4 separate regions of the Mus musculus genome follow, and regions 2, 3 and 4 are each linked to region 1. A link is a contact called in public HiCAR-type and promoter capture Hi-C data. All regions are on one chromosome and are shown on one strand. Each heading gives the region's core, a stretch centred on a gene start, on an enhancer-like site or on the middle of the called end of the contact. The rest is flanking DNA. Distances are from core to core; before and after follow the strand shown. Region 1 holds the start of Sars2 (seryl-aminoacyl-tRNA synthetase 2). Region 2 holds the start of Aplp1 (amyloid beta (A4) precursor-like protein 1). Region 3 holds the start of Zfp14 (zinc finger protein 14). Region 4 holds the start of Zfp30 (zinc finger protein 30).

Region 1 (3,284 bases), core at 332-2,831:
GGTGGCTCACACACCTCTAGTTCCAGAGGATCTGACACACCCATGGGTTGCACTTACATACACACATTCATACAGGGGCTGGAAAGATACCTCAGTGGTTAAGAGCACTGGTTGCGGGCTGGCGAGATGGCTCAGAGGGTAAGAGCACTGACTGCTCTTTAATCCCAGCACTCCGGAGGCAGAGGCAGGCGGATTTCTAAGTTCGAGGCCAGCCTGGTCTACAGAGTGAGTTCCAGGACAGCCAGGGCTACACAGAGAAACCCTGTCTCGAAATACCATGTGAATGGAATACCCAATGCCTGCCTCCCTCAGAACACTGTGTACAAACCTGATGTCTGGGCAATGTCTAGGAACATAAAAGTTGTCCTCCAATGGGTGGCCCGTCTTAGAATTAGAAAAATAGCACGTGAATGAATAACTAAACTTCTTCTTCTTCTTTTTTTTTTTTTTTTTTTGGTTTTTTGAGACAGGGTTTCTCTGTGTAGCCCTGGCTGTCCTGGAACTCACTTTGTAGACCAGCCTGGCCTCGAACTCAGAAATCTGCCTGCCTCCCGAGTGCTGGGATTAAAGGTGTGCGCCACCACTAAACTTCTTAGCTTGGCCTTCTCACCTGTAGGGGGTGATCAATAAACACTGAAGGAATAAACACTACTGAGAGACACCTAAGCAGGGAGACATGCCAAGAAAGGAGCATTTGTTGGTATGATTGTTACACGGACATCGAGAGTGCACTTACACAAACTAAGACAGAATATCACCAGGCAATGCAATCTCAGGGATTCACCGCTATCGATGCAGGGGAGCCATGACTAAGACTGACTTAAACTCTAAGAACACAGGACCTTCCCACCTCCTGCCCCCTGAGCCGGGAGCGTGGTAGAAAACGCCTGTAACTCCAGAACTTGGGAGATTGAAGCGGTAGTCAGGAGGTCAAGGCCATCCTGTCTACAAAGTGATTTGGAAGTTGACCTGGACTACAGTGAAACCCTGTCTCCAAAATAGAAAAGGCACCGTGCTTAAAGATGATACCATCCGAAATCTGGCAAAAACACGCAAATGCCAGGGAGCTGTCCTCGTCCCTGTGGCCCATGCTCACTTACCACGACTGAGGGACGTGGTGAGGCCATAAAGAAGGCCGGGCCAGGACATCTCGCCGCCTGCAGCGTCCCTGTATTAGGAGAGAAGACATTCAGAAAGGAGGTTGGGACCAGAAACCCACTCTCAGAGCCTTCTAGAATCTCCTCTAAAACAGAAAGTCCCCTCGCAAATTCAGTCTCCTTCTGAGTAGGCCCCCAAGGACCCAACCGCCCTTGCCCGGATACTGGAAGGGGAAACTGAGGAGAGAGGAGAGATCTGGATCACAGATAACTGCACCCACCTCACCAACCTAGCGGGGTCGCACACACGCCAACCCCTACCTCCAGCCCCTTCCGGGGTTCCTCCTTAGTGATTGGCTAGATCTTTCCTGCGTCACTGAAGGGACGGGACAAGGATGACGATTGGACAATAACAGATTCTAGCTGAGTTCCATTTTCCTCATTGGAAGGGATTCTGAAGCCTGGGCGGGAAATCTCCTTGCGCGTCTGATTGGCTCGTCCATGATGAGTGACTTCTTGTTTCCACTCCAAGATGGCTGCGTCCATGGCGCGGCTTTGGTGGCCTTTCCTGGCTCGCCAGGGGCTCCGGTCCCGAGGACGCTGCGTGTGCAGCCAGAACCCAAGGAGGAGTTTCGCTACGGAGAAACGAGTCCGGAACCTCCTGTACGAACACGCACGAGAGGGCTACAGCGAGCTTCCCTACTTGGACATGGAGTCGGTGTGCGCATGCCCAGAAAAAGCCGCGCGCTCCCTGGAGCTCCGCAAGGGGGAGCTGCGGCCGGCCGACCTGCCTGCGATTGTGAGTGCGCTTGCGCCCTGAGGGAGCAGGATGCTTTACAGAACTGGGTTTACCAGATGCATTCCAGTTGTGGGAAAAACTACTCAACAGGAATTTGGGTTCCTTCCCAAGTTAGGCAATGTCTTGTGCATGACACCCACTTAGGTGCCAATGATCTAGGGAGAACTGAGGCCCTATTGAACGTCGTGGATGCCTTCTGTGACCTACATGCCCTTTTGCATGCATTTCATAATTCGACAGTTGGTATCTACTGTACTCCCAGAACCTAAATACCATTGTCTTCTGTACTCAAACTTCGTGCCGGGCTCACCCTTAGGCCACAAAGAAAAATGAGGAGGGAGGTGTGAATCAGAGGGAATTTTGGAGACAGAGCTTTGCATCCTGCTATAAACATCCTGATGGAGTTGAATGGATAAATACCTGCTAAACAGATATTTAAGGTATATCTGTTCATGTATTTATGATCCAGAGGTTAAGACTATGCGCCATAATTCTACCTTATAGGGAACTAAAATTGGGGGTCTCCATGCCGGTAGTGAATTCCGAATGTAATAGATGAATCTTCCCAACTCTGTTGCCTTGATAAAACACCATGAACAAAGCAACTTACAGAAGGATTTATTTTGGGCTTGGTAGGGAATGGCAGAATAGCAGCAGGTCACAGAGCAGTAAGCTGACAGCACACATCTTTAACCACAATCATGAAGCACAGACCTCAAACTAGATGCAGGACGAGGCTTTAAGCTCTCAAAGCCCACCTCCAGGAACATATTTCCTCCAGCAAGGCCACGCCTCCTAAGCCTCCCCAAACATCACCAGCCACTGATCATTTGACCATGTTCAAATGTCAGGATATGGGGGACATTTCTCATTCAGGTCACTACAGACTCTCACACCACCAGTCATTGTCAATCACTTTAGCCATATTTCAAGTTTTTGTCATGTTTAGTTTTTCACCAGTAAGCACTGGTGGCTAAGCCAAATAGGGCACTTCCTGCCAAACCTGATAACCGGAGTTCAATTTCCTGGTGGTAGGAGAAAACCAATTCTTGAGAGAATTGTCTTCTGACCCCTCATTTAAGCGCAAACACAAGAAAGTCACGTACATGCTTAATAATAGAAGAAAGGAGCCGGGCGGTGGTGGTGCACGCCTTTAATCCCAGCACTCGGGAGGCAGAGGCAGACAGATTTCTGAGTTCGAGGCCAGCCTGGTCTACAGAGTGAGTTCCAGGAAGCCAGGGCTATACAGAGAAACCCTGTCTTGTAAAAAAATAAATAAATAAATAAAAAATAATAATAATAATAGAAGAAAGGTCTGTCTGGGTGTGGTGATGAAGTACTCTGGAGGAGGAAGAGGCAGGCAGATCTTTGGTCTCCTTAGCAAGTTC
Region 2 (3,284 bases), core at 200-2,699, 1.7 Mb after region 1:
TAGGTTTGCGCTGGCCCTTTAGGAGGGGCCTCTTCACTGACCACAGACCCCCAAGCTTTCCCTGGCTTTACAGATTCTCTCATCTCCCTAGACTCTGCCAAGTCCAGCTTCCTCAAGGGCGACCCCGCCCCAGCTTGGATCCACTTTCTCATTGACCACGCCTCTCCCCGTGGGGTCCCGCCCACCTGTCTGCAGTACTCCAGCACGCGCTGCGGGTCCAGAAGACAGCGTCGTGATCGCTGTGGGTCTGGTTCCCAGCGGCCGGTGCGCAGGTCCCGGTGAAGGGTTAGACGCCCACATAGTCCAGCCACTTGAGCCGACCCCGGAGCCTGGGAATGAAGGCAGATGGGGCAGTGAGGAGCCAGGGCAACGATGTCATCTGTGTTGTCTGGTTCTTTGCTCCCTAAAACCCAGATAGGGCTCCTGCCCCTATCTCTAGCACCAGCTCCTTCTAAGCACCTTCTGAGTGGAGAGACCGTTCCCCGGGAAACAAATCCCGTGGGGCTGGAGCGCCCCAGCTCTCCCGTTGCTATGGTGACCTGGGTCCCCACCCCCCCGCCCCGTTTCTCGCGGCCTTGTTGCTGAGAAGACAGGCTCCGCCCCCGCCCCAGCGGCTTGGGTCTGAAGCCTGAAGGGGTTAAACTTGAATCGTGTTGGGGGAGGCGGGGGGCGAACCCAGGCGTTCTGGCCCCTCCTCCCTCCATCCCCAGTTCAGGTTCCCACTGAGGGGGTGCAAAGACGACAGGGCCCAGCTTCCCAGCAGGCCTGCACATCAGACCTTTAAGGACTAGAGGAGCTATATCCGGATTGAGTAGTGGGTGGAGGCCCGGACTACTGGATGTTTGAGGGCAGGGGGTTCATGTGGGTCCAGATAATACAAGGGACCTGGGTTCTTAGAGCCAAGCGCCTACTGCCTGGTGCGTCCTACGCTTAGGTGGGCAGGTCTTGGGGCTTTGTCGTCTAGGGGTGCTCTGGATTTCTTGGACCAGAGGCTCTTGGAAAGAGCCAGGTCCGACGATGCGGGTGGGAGGGGGCAGGGACGTCAGACGATGGAGGAACCTAGGAAAATCTACAGTTCGGATCGCGTGGGGCAGGCCACCTGGCCAAAAGGACTGCGGTGGCCGTCCCGCGTCCAGGTCGAGGCCCGGTCCCGCCCCTTCCCCATCCCCAGGACCCGGCCGGGCCTCACCTCGGCCGCGCTGGGGCTCCCAACAGCCAGGTTCCCGACGGCGAGCTGCGCGCGCAGAAGCAGCAATGACAGTGGCAGCAACAGCGGCAGCGGCGGCGGTCGCCAGCGGCGACCCTGACCGCGAGCGGCGGGGCTGGTGGGCCCCATGTCCGGGCCTCGGGCCCTCACGTCCCCTGCGCTCCCGCCCGGCCCTACCCGGCCCCAGCGGTGACAGGAGCTCCCAGCGCCACCGCCGCCTCCTCCTCCCGCCGCCCCCGGGCTGCGCCGGCGCCGCCAGCCCCGCCCCGCGCCGGCCCCGCCTTCCCAGCCAGGACAATAGCGTGGCGGCTCTGCGCACTGAGAGGCTCCGGAACCCCGGGAGGGAGCCTGCTCCAAGTCCCAGCCCCTCAAGATTCCAGGTGTCACTGTCCGCGTGAAGACCGAGTCACTAGGTTCAGTCCTGGGCGTAGCCGTTTTCTGGACTTTCATCCTTGGCCTTCTCTTCTGGCAAACGCAGACACCCAGCATCAGCTTTGTCCTCCTCCAAGGATGCCAGAATCCATGGGGGTGGGGGTCTTCCATAAATCCCTCTCTTGAGGTCCCAGGAATATAGACCTCCGAATTTTCCCAGTCAAGAATTTAGGGAGTGTACTAGGAAAGCCTGTAATCCCGGCACCTGAGAGGAGGGGGCGGGAGGATAGGAGTTTGAAGCTAGCCTACCTACATGCAACCCAGTCTCAAAAGACAAAACACAGCTACAGCTAGGTAAATCTGCTCCCTTCCAGGCCTCTTCTGTCTCAGGACCGGAGGCCAAGTCTCCCACCCTTGCTTCCTCAAACCTAGGAAGCCTTCCTGCCCTGATTGCCAGGTGTCTGGATCTTCAAATACTCCCTCCAAAAATCCATGACTAAACCCTTTCTTTACAGATGACTCGGGTCAGGTGCTGGATACCATAGCCTTCCAAGACCAGCACCTGAGGACCACTGTGTGGAGTCCCCCATTCTCACCCTTTCTAAGGGCCACCTCAAGTCTTCTGCCTAAAGGGTTCACTGTTTTATCTTAAGTGAGTGTACAATATTCTAATCCCCCCCCCCGAAGCAGCCCAGATGTGTGTGTGTGTGTGTGTGTGTGTGTGTGTGTGCATCTGTATGGTGTGGACCTGCCCACATTTGTCTGTCTTTCTGCTTTGTGTGTGTGTGCATCTCTGTGGATGTGGGTGGGGTGAGGTAGTGGTGTATTATTAAAAGAGTTTAAAGTGGAATGGTGATGTGCACCTGTAATCCCAGAGGGCCTGAGGCAGCAAGATCAAGAGTTCCAGGCTAACTGCTGAGAGAAGGCTCAGTGATGAAAAGCACTGGCCGCTCTCTCAGAAGACCCGGGTTCAATTCCCAACACCCACACTGTCTATAACTCCAGTCTTAGGGGACCCATCCCTCTGTTCTGGTCTCAGGGACCAGGAATGTATATAGTATACAGTAACACATGCAGGCAAAACACCCACACAAGTAAAATAAAAATAACAGATCTTAAAATACAGAGAGAGAGAGAGAGAGAGAGAGAGAGAGAGAGAGAACCTACAGCAGTAAGCCAGTAGCAAGGGGCTAAGGAAGGACTTAGGACATCATCGCTACTGCCACCCAATGCATGAGAGGCGAGGGAGGACTAGATACAATACAACCTTTGTGGGCCTCTTCATTCATGGAAAACACCAGGAGACTCCTCCAAGTGAAAGAAAATTAAAATTCAAGGTCCATGACTCATGTGGCTTGTGTCAGTTAGTTAGGAGGGCCTTTGGGCCTAGGGCAAAAACAAAGGCTGTAAAGTCATCCAGGAACTGGCTAGCCATAAAAGACAGGGAAGACATACCAGGATGTCCGGACTGGCCCGGCGTCTCCCTATCTCCCGCCCTTCTGACATGGGTTAAATGTTAACCAGATGCTCTGCTGTTACCTTGCTCTGCACATACAGTTTGCTGATGTTTAAACTGTCCAATTGTGTGAAACCATGCCAATTCTTCCCCTACCCCCACTCTTTTCCTATATAAACCCCTAACTTTTGAGCCTCGTGGTCGATTCCTCTATCTCCTGCGTGAGATACGTGTCGCCTGGAGCTCCGT
Region 3 (3,284 bases), core at 572-3,071, 1.3 Mb after region 1:
GTCACGTTGACTGTGAAAGCTTGAGATTTTTTTGGAGCAGGACTGGAGCAAAAGTCGATGTCCTGCTACCTACCAAATCTTGATTGATGCGCTGAGGATGGGAAGGGCGCAGGAGCAACTAGAATGTGATGGGTGAGATACAAGTGAAAAGGCCCTTTTGTAAGCTCCCCATGCCTAGCCCACACTTGCTCTAAGCTAGACTAGCTCTCTACCAGTGAGGTACCCTGCCAGCCCCCCAACCCCACCCCACCCCCGCCCCCGGGCAAAAGGCTTTGAAGAGCTTGGTAATTTAGGGGTTTAGACCTGGCTGCTGTTGCTAAAATGGGATTAAAAGAGACAGAGATTGATTGAAGATTAAGTGTTATTCTGGCTGGGCACAGTGGCACACATTGCAGCCTGGAGGCTGAGGCAGGAGGATCACCCACAAATTTGAGATCACATGGGTTACAGTGAATTCCTGGTCAGTATAGGTACAAATTGTTTAAAACAAGAACAAAACGTGCTATTCTGGTAAGAAGCGTGGTTTAGCAAAGGAATCTTCCACAGTAATTAAAAACGAACTAGCAAAGCAGGCTTCGTGGATAAGAAAGCTGCAGCCTGGAATGCAGAGATGGATCAGCGGGTTACACTCTCAGCACCTACGTGACTGCTGTAACTCCAGTTCCAGAGAATCCGATGCCCTCTTCAGGGCTCCTCAGGCGCAGTCACACTCAGTGGTGCACAGAAAGAAAAGCAGACAGAAACACTCACATACGTAAAAAACGAACATGTTAAAAATTTAAAACCTGTGAGGCTGGAAACAGCTGTACTGCTAGGAGCAGTGGCTGCTCTAGCAGAGGATGCAAGTGTGATTCCCCGTACTCACATGGTGTTTCACGACCGTCTATAACTCCAGTTCCTGGGAATCAGACACCTTCTCCTGGCTTCTGCTGGTATGTGTATACACACAAATACACACACACACACACACACACACACACACATAAAAAAGAAAAAATACAAAAGACATTTGTAACCACACAAAGAGGGCCTGGACCCGCATTTAATCAGAGACATAATCTCTGAGTGATGCTTACTATCAGTCTGCATGAATCTGTCTCCTCTACCCTGACCAAGATAACACCAAACCGCTGCTTCTTTCCAAGCTAACTTCATTTTCACTTTCACAGTAATGAGGAGTAAATGTCCCCATGCCTGGAAAAACAAGGAGTACACTTCATAGGACAACGAGAAAGAAGAAAGTTAGGCTATTTTTTTTTCCGCAGTAATGTTGGGTCTCTATGTATGCAACAACAATCGTTTCCTGCTTTTATTCCCTCGCCTTCCCTAAAATGAACAAGTCTGGGGAAAAGGTCAAACCGGGAAGGTGCGGGCTTGGTAGCCTGGGGACACACCCCTCGCGACCAGCCCTTCCACACACATAACCTACTGGAAATGGAGCGCCGCGGATGGAGAGGACACTGGCCGCCACCGGAGGGGCAGGTTTGACAGGCGACGGCCACCGGGGCTGCCTGGCGGGGAGGGAGCGCGTACAAAGCAGCCCTGCGGTGGCAGCTGCGCTGTCTTTTTGTACGGAGGGCCCTCACTCTGAGGTTCACACACAGAACTCAGAGCCATGCTGGGCCTCTGGGCTCTGCAGCGGGAAGACGGAGGATGCAACGGGGTACGCGGTGTCCACTCAGCGTCACCGACTCCAAGTCTCTCAAGCCAACTAAAGACAAACCTACGCTGCCCCCGCGACAATTTCCTCAGTGCAAGGGACCAACTCACCTCTCAGAGCGGACCGGCGCTAAGCAGCCGGAAGGATGCTGCGCAGAGGCCTGTGGGAAATGTAGTCCATGGTGGGAAAGACTGGGCCAACGCAGCGGAGTGCGCAAGCGTGCTCGGGGCTGTGATGGGTGGAGGCCTCTGGGTGTGATCTTGGACCAGCTGGAAGGGCTAGGAGATTCCGCTGCCCTCTGCCCCCAAATCCCCACCCCAAACCTAGCTCACTGGGCTGGGGGTTGTGTCGTTGCCCTACCAGGGCTGAGAACACCATCATCACATTATCACATGCTTAATATGTGAGATAAGCATATTCTCACCCCAGCGAGGGTGTAGGCATGATCAGGGAACTCAGTAAAATACATTCTCCAAAGGTGCAGTCCCACATCTACCCAGGGAAAGGTTGCTCAGGCTCCTTGGAGTTCCCGCTGCCTCTGCTTTCTCCCACTGTCCCTTCTAGCCGTTGTGTATATTGGTCTAGTCGTTGGTATTGGCCTTAGGTTTTGTTTTGCAAACTGGAGATGAAGCCAAGACCTCTAAGACTGGAAAGATAATTATGCTTTCTTCTATCACAGTGGTTCTCAACCTGTTGGTCGAGATCCCCCCCCCCCTTGGGGGTCAAATGACCTTTCACAGGGACCACCTAAGACCATCAGAAAACACAGATATTTACATTAGGATTCCTAACAGTAGCAAAATTACAGTTATAAAGTAGTACCGAAAATAATTATATAGCTTGTGGATCACCACAACATGAGGAACTGTATTAATGGGTCGCAGCTTTAGGGAGGTTGAGAACCACTGCTCTAACATTTTCTTGTGTTTGTGCCAGGCCTCATCCGGTCTTCAGGAGACTGAAGCATGCAGACTGCAAATTCAAGATGAATGGAAAAAAAAAAAAAAAAAAGGAGGACATGACTGCTCCCAAGGGATTGAGATCTAAGAGAGAGCACTGGCAGGGGCGTCTGAAAGTAACCAGGGTGGCCATGACTGCCGGACTAAATGGGGCCATGTGAGGGGAGGGGGTGGGGTGTAGGACAGGCTAGAAGCCAAGAGGCCAAGTGCAGCGGGCAAGAGGTAACAAAAGGACCTTGTGCCCAAAATGACTGGGTTATACAGGAATCACAGAAGCTGGGAGATGGGAAGCCCAGGCCTGGGCTACAGAGTTTGGGATAGTGGGGGGCAAGGTATATCAGCCAGGATGTCTCTGTAATAGGTGCTGGGGATGTTGAAAGATCCTCATCGATCCTCTTGTTTCTTTCCAGAGCGCTGTTATTACAGGCATCCGTCAACATTCCCAGCGTTGGGACGTTAGTTTTAGGAACGTGACAATTGAGAGGCTGGTGAGATGGCTTAGTGATTGAGAACCCTTGCGCTCTTGCAGACACAACACATATGATGGTTCCCAAGTGTCTGTAACTTCAGTTGCAGAGGGCTGGTGAGATGGCTCAGTGGGTAAGAGCACCCGACTGCTCTTCCGAAGGTCCGGAGTTCAAATCCCAGCAACCACATGGTGGCTC
Region 4 (3,284 bases), core at 255-2,754, 1.0 Mb after region 1:
TAACCCAGGGTGGTGCCTAATACCTGTAATTCCAGCTGAATGGAGAAGCTGATTCAGCAGAATCACAAGTCCCAGGCCAGCCTGGGCTGTCGTTCAAATAAACAGCCCACCAATGTCAGGCTAAAGGGGCCCCCACAAACCAAATCTTGGGAAAAAAATAGGCATCAAAAAGAATTAAATTAACTATAACTCATTAAGAATCTATGCATATGTGCTGTTGAGACTAAATTAAACGGGCTAAAGGAAAGCTCTTTCTAACATAACTCTCTTAGGGTTTTATTGCCGTGAAGGGACACCATGACCAGGGCAACTTTTATAAAGGAAAACATTTAATAGGGGCTGGCTTGCAGAGGTTCAGTCCACCATCGTCCTGCGGGAAAGGTGGAGGCTTGCAGGCAGATGTGGTGTACCTTGGGCATATGTGACCTCAAAGCCCCGCCTCTACGGTGATGATACACTTCCTCCAATAAGGCCACACATAAAATCACTACTTGGCATGGGCAAGCATACAAATGCATGAATCTATGGGGCCATACCTATTCAAACCACCACAAGAACATAAGAATAACATGAAAACCCAATCGATTATTCTTTCAGAGAAGCCCATACTGCGATTTCAGGTGCCGTCATTCGGAGCCCCTCTCCTCATGCTAAAGCCTAAAACCCCAAGCCTAAAATAATAAAATAAAATAAAAAGCCGGGTGGTGGTAGCGCATGCCTTTAATCCCAGCACTTGGGAGGCAGAGGCAGGTGGATTTCTGAGTTTGAGGTCAGCCTGGTCTACAGAGTTCCAGGACAGCCAGGACTATACAGAGAAACCCTGTCTCGAAAAAACAAAAAAAAAAAACCAACAACAAAACAAAACAAACAAACAAACAAAAAACCCACAAAACAACAGCCACAACAAAAACTCAAGCCTGCTTTGTTAAAAGAAAACCACGTCCGAAGTGGTGGTGCACACCTTTAATTCCAGCACCACGGAAACAAAGGCAGGTGGATCTCAGAGTTCCAGGCTAGCCTGGTCTACACAGATTCCAGGCTAGCAAGGGCTGCATAGAGAGAGTTTGTCTCAAATAGAGATTTAAGAAGAAAGAAAAACTGGTTAAAAAAAAAAAGAAAAGAAAAAGAAAAAACTCAGGTAGAGGGCGGGGGTGTGGTGGTGTGTGCCGTTAATGTCCACATTCAGGAAGCTTACTGGAGAATCACTTCAATTTCAAAGTCAGCCTGGTGTCCACAGAGAAAACCAGGGTCATTTAGAGAGACCACAGCTTTAAAAACAAACAATAGATGCCCAAACTAGTATAAGTGGTTCAGCCAACGCTCCACGCTGGACCTCAAAGCATCTGGGGGTTAGTTTGTTCAACGCCAGAGCTACTGCTGTAGGCCTAAAGACTTGGCCATTTCTGCCCAATCCTGGATCCTGGAACCAAACTCCCTCTGTCCAGGCCTGCACAAGATGCTACCGAAGGCTCCCCGCCTCCCTGCGGCTCCCTTGTGCGCATGCGCATTGAAGCAGCGAGAAAGAGACACACACAGCCCCACCTCCAACCCCCTTCCCCTGACCAAGAGCTAGGGGCCTGGCTCGCAGCCTCCGCGGGGCTGGAAGCCCAGAACCTAGTCAAAGAAGCTAGTGGCAGTCGGACTCTCAGGCTTGAGATCTGATGTCCCAGAGCCTTCAGTACCACGGTCCCGTCCGTAGCACTTTGGTGCCGCCGCTGCAGCGCTGACCGCGCTGGCAACCCACCCTCCCGGGATACCCGTCAGCTGGGTGGTCCCCGGTCTCGTGCGGCCTACGCTCTTCTCCGGGGACCCGCTCTGAGGACCCCTGGGACTCAGGTGGCCCGTTCGTGGGTACAGCTGCCGTGCTGACGCGCTGCACCTAAACCCCGGCCTGGCTGTGGACAAGGACCGAGAGGGAAGGCGGGGGCCGCGACTTGCACGGTGGAGATACCCTGTGCAGAACCTTAGATTCCCGGCGGGCCTGGGGAGCAGAGAACCGGGGGACACCTCGGACCTAAGGCTGGGCAGCCCCGGACTGGTAACTGGTGAAGCAGAGTGGCCGAAGCAGCAAACTCGGGCACGGGTGACTGTGGGCTGCTGTAGTCTATCTCGCTTGCTGGGATCATACGGATGGGGTCAGCCTGGAGCCCTGAAGCTTGGAAGGGGATTCTGATCAATTTCAGAAAAGCGTAGGGGTGAGGCCAGAGGACGTGGTGGCATACACCTGACTTCTCGGGATTTGGGAGGTGGAGGCAGGGGGAGTAGGCGCTCAAGGTCATTCTCTACTGCCTAACGTTGGGTTGCAAGAGAGAAAAAGAAAAGAGAAGAAGAAGGAAAGAAGAGAAAAGAAAAGAAACAAGGCCTGGAGTGTCTGCCAGTCTTCAGAAGAGACCCTAGAAGCCAGCAGCTACTACTTCTGTTTAAAACAGAGATTATGTGTGAGTTTCTAGAACTTCTGTGTTCCTGTGAAATGCTTGAGTTTTTGTTTTTCGTTTTTGGTTTTTTGTTTGTTTGTTTTTGCTGTTGTTGTTGTTGTTGTTTTGAGTATGGATTTTTTTAATTTCCTTCCCTTTGAAAGACGTTTGTGAAAATGTTTTATTCAACTGTGAGTGGTGTCACTGCCACTCCACTAGGACCAAGTGTTCAAGGCCAGCCTGGGTTACATTGAGACCCTGTCTTTAAAAAAAAAAAAAAGCGAACTATTCATTGCTTTGGGTCTGAGAATTTCCCTGCATTTTCAGTGGGCAGAGACTTAATCAGGATTCCTCTTTGAGTGCGCAGCGCCTGCGGTTCTATGGTTATGTAGCACCCACGTGCTATACATTTAGATGTCCTGTTTTTCTTAGGATTCTCTAATACGGAAATATGTCTGCTAAAGTCTGATGTGTGATTGGTCAAGGACGAGCATGTATTTAAATGATTGAGGTGGTGGCTGGAGGGACCACTGAGGCATTTCCTCAAGCCCCTACACTTTTCGGGTTTTTTGTTTTGTTTTTATTTAAGATTTATTTATTTTATGTATATGAGTGTTCGATCTGCAACATCAGATCCCAGCATAGATGGCTGTGAGTCACGGTGCGACTGCTAGAAATTGAACTCAGGGCCTCTCCAGGCTACACTGGTCATTCTTGTGTGGCACTGGAGCAGCGGCGGCGGCGGCCGATGCATCTCTTGGGGGTGCCGGTGAGAAATGGCAGGGCTAGGGCTAGGGCTAGAGCACTTAGCAAGCTCCGGCTGGACTGCAGGCTTCAGAGGACTGCAAAAACAAGCCAACAAAGACCAGG

What was found. Promoter capture Hi-C pulls out the DNA fragments that hold promoters and counts their contacts. HiCAR-type assays count read pairs that join an accessible place to other places.
Region 2: a contact with region 1 is called in a promoter capture Hi-C map of liver, with 2.8 times the contacts expected there. The contact joins the promoter of Aplp1 here to the promoter of Sars2 in region 1. A contact is called at or near these places in 2 of 39 promoter capture datasets (both in liver).
Region 3: a contact with region 1 is called in a promoter capture Hi-C map of liver, with 3 times the contacts expected there. The contact joins the promoter of Zfp14 here to the promoter of Sars2 in region 1. A contact is called at or near these places in 2 of 39 promoter capture datasets (both in liver) and 2 of 115 datasets of contacts at active chromatin or transcription factors (astrocytes and large pre-B cells).
Region 4: a contact with region 1 is called in a HiCAR-type map of astrocytes, with 2.9 times the contacts expected there. The contact joins the promoter of Zfp30 here to the promoter of Sars2 in region 1. A contact is called at or near these places in 3 of 39 promoter capture datasets (embryonic stem cells, hippocampal neurons and liver), 1 of 115 datasets of contacts at active chromatin or transcription factors (astrocytes) and 1 of 9 other capture datasets (liver).

The regions. Positions count from the first base shown.
Region 1 is chr7:28,740,387-28,743,670 of GRCm38.p6, forward strand. It overlaps Sars2 (seryl-aminoacyl-tRNA synthetase 2), which reads left to right and starts at 1,582. Exons shown (of 16, transcript NM_023637.3): 1 at 1,582-1,896. The coding sequence starts at 1,630. It overlaps Mrps12 (mitochondrial ribosomal protein S12), which reads right to left and starts at 1,435. Exons shown (of 3, transcript NM_011885.5): 1 at 1,379-1,435; 2 at 1,101-1,168. The coding sequence starts at 1,149.
Region 2 is chr7:30,444,133-30,447,416 of GRCm38.p6, forward strand. It overlaps Aplp1 (amyloid beta (A4) precursor-like protein 1), which reads right to left and starts at 1,450. Exons shown (of 17, transcript NM_007467.3): 1 at 1,190-1,450; 2 at 186-329. The coding sequence starts at 1,336.
Region 3 is chr7:30,049,575-30,052,858 of GRCm38.p6, forward strand. It overlaps Zfp14 (zinc finger protein 14), which reads right to left and starts at 1,822. Exons shown (of 5, transcript NM_178733.5): 1 at 1,771-1,822.
Region 4 is chr7:29,782,464-29,785,747 of GRCm38.p6, forward strand. Zfp30 (zinc finger protein 30) reads left to right here and starts at 1,505. Exons shown (of 5, transcript NM_001360208.1): 1 at 1,505-2,438.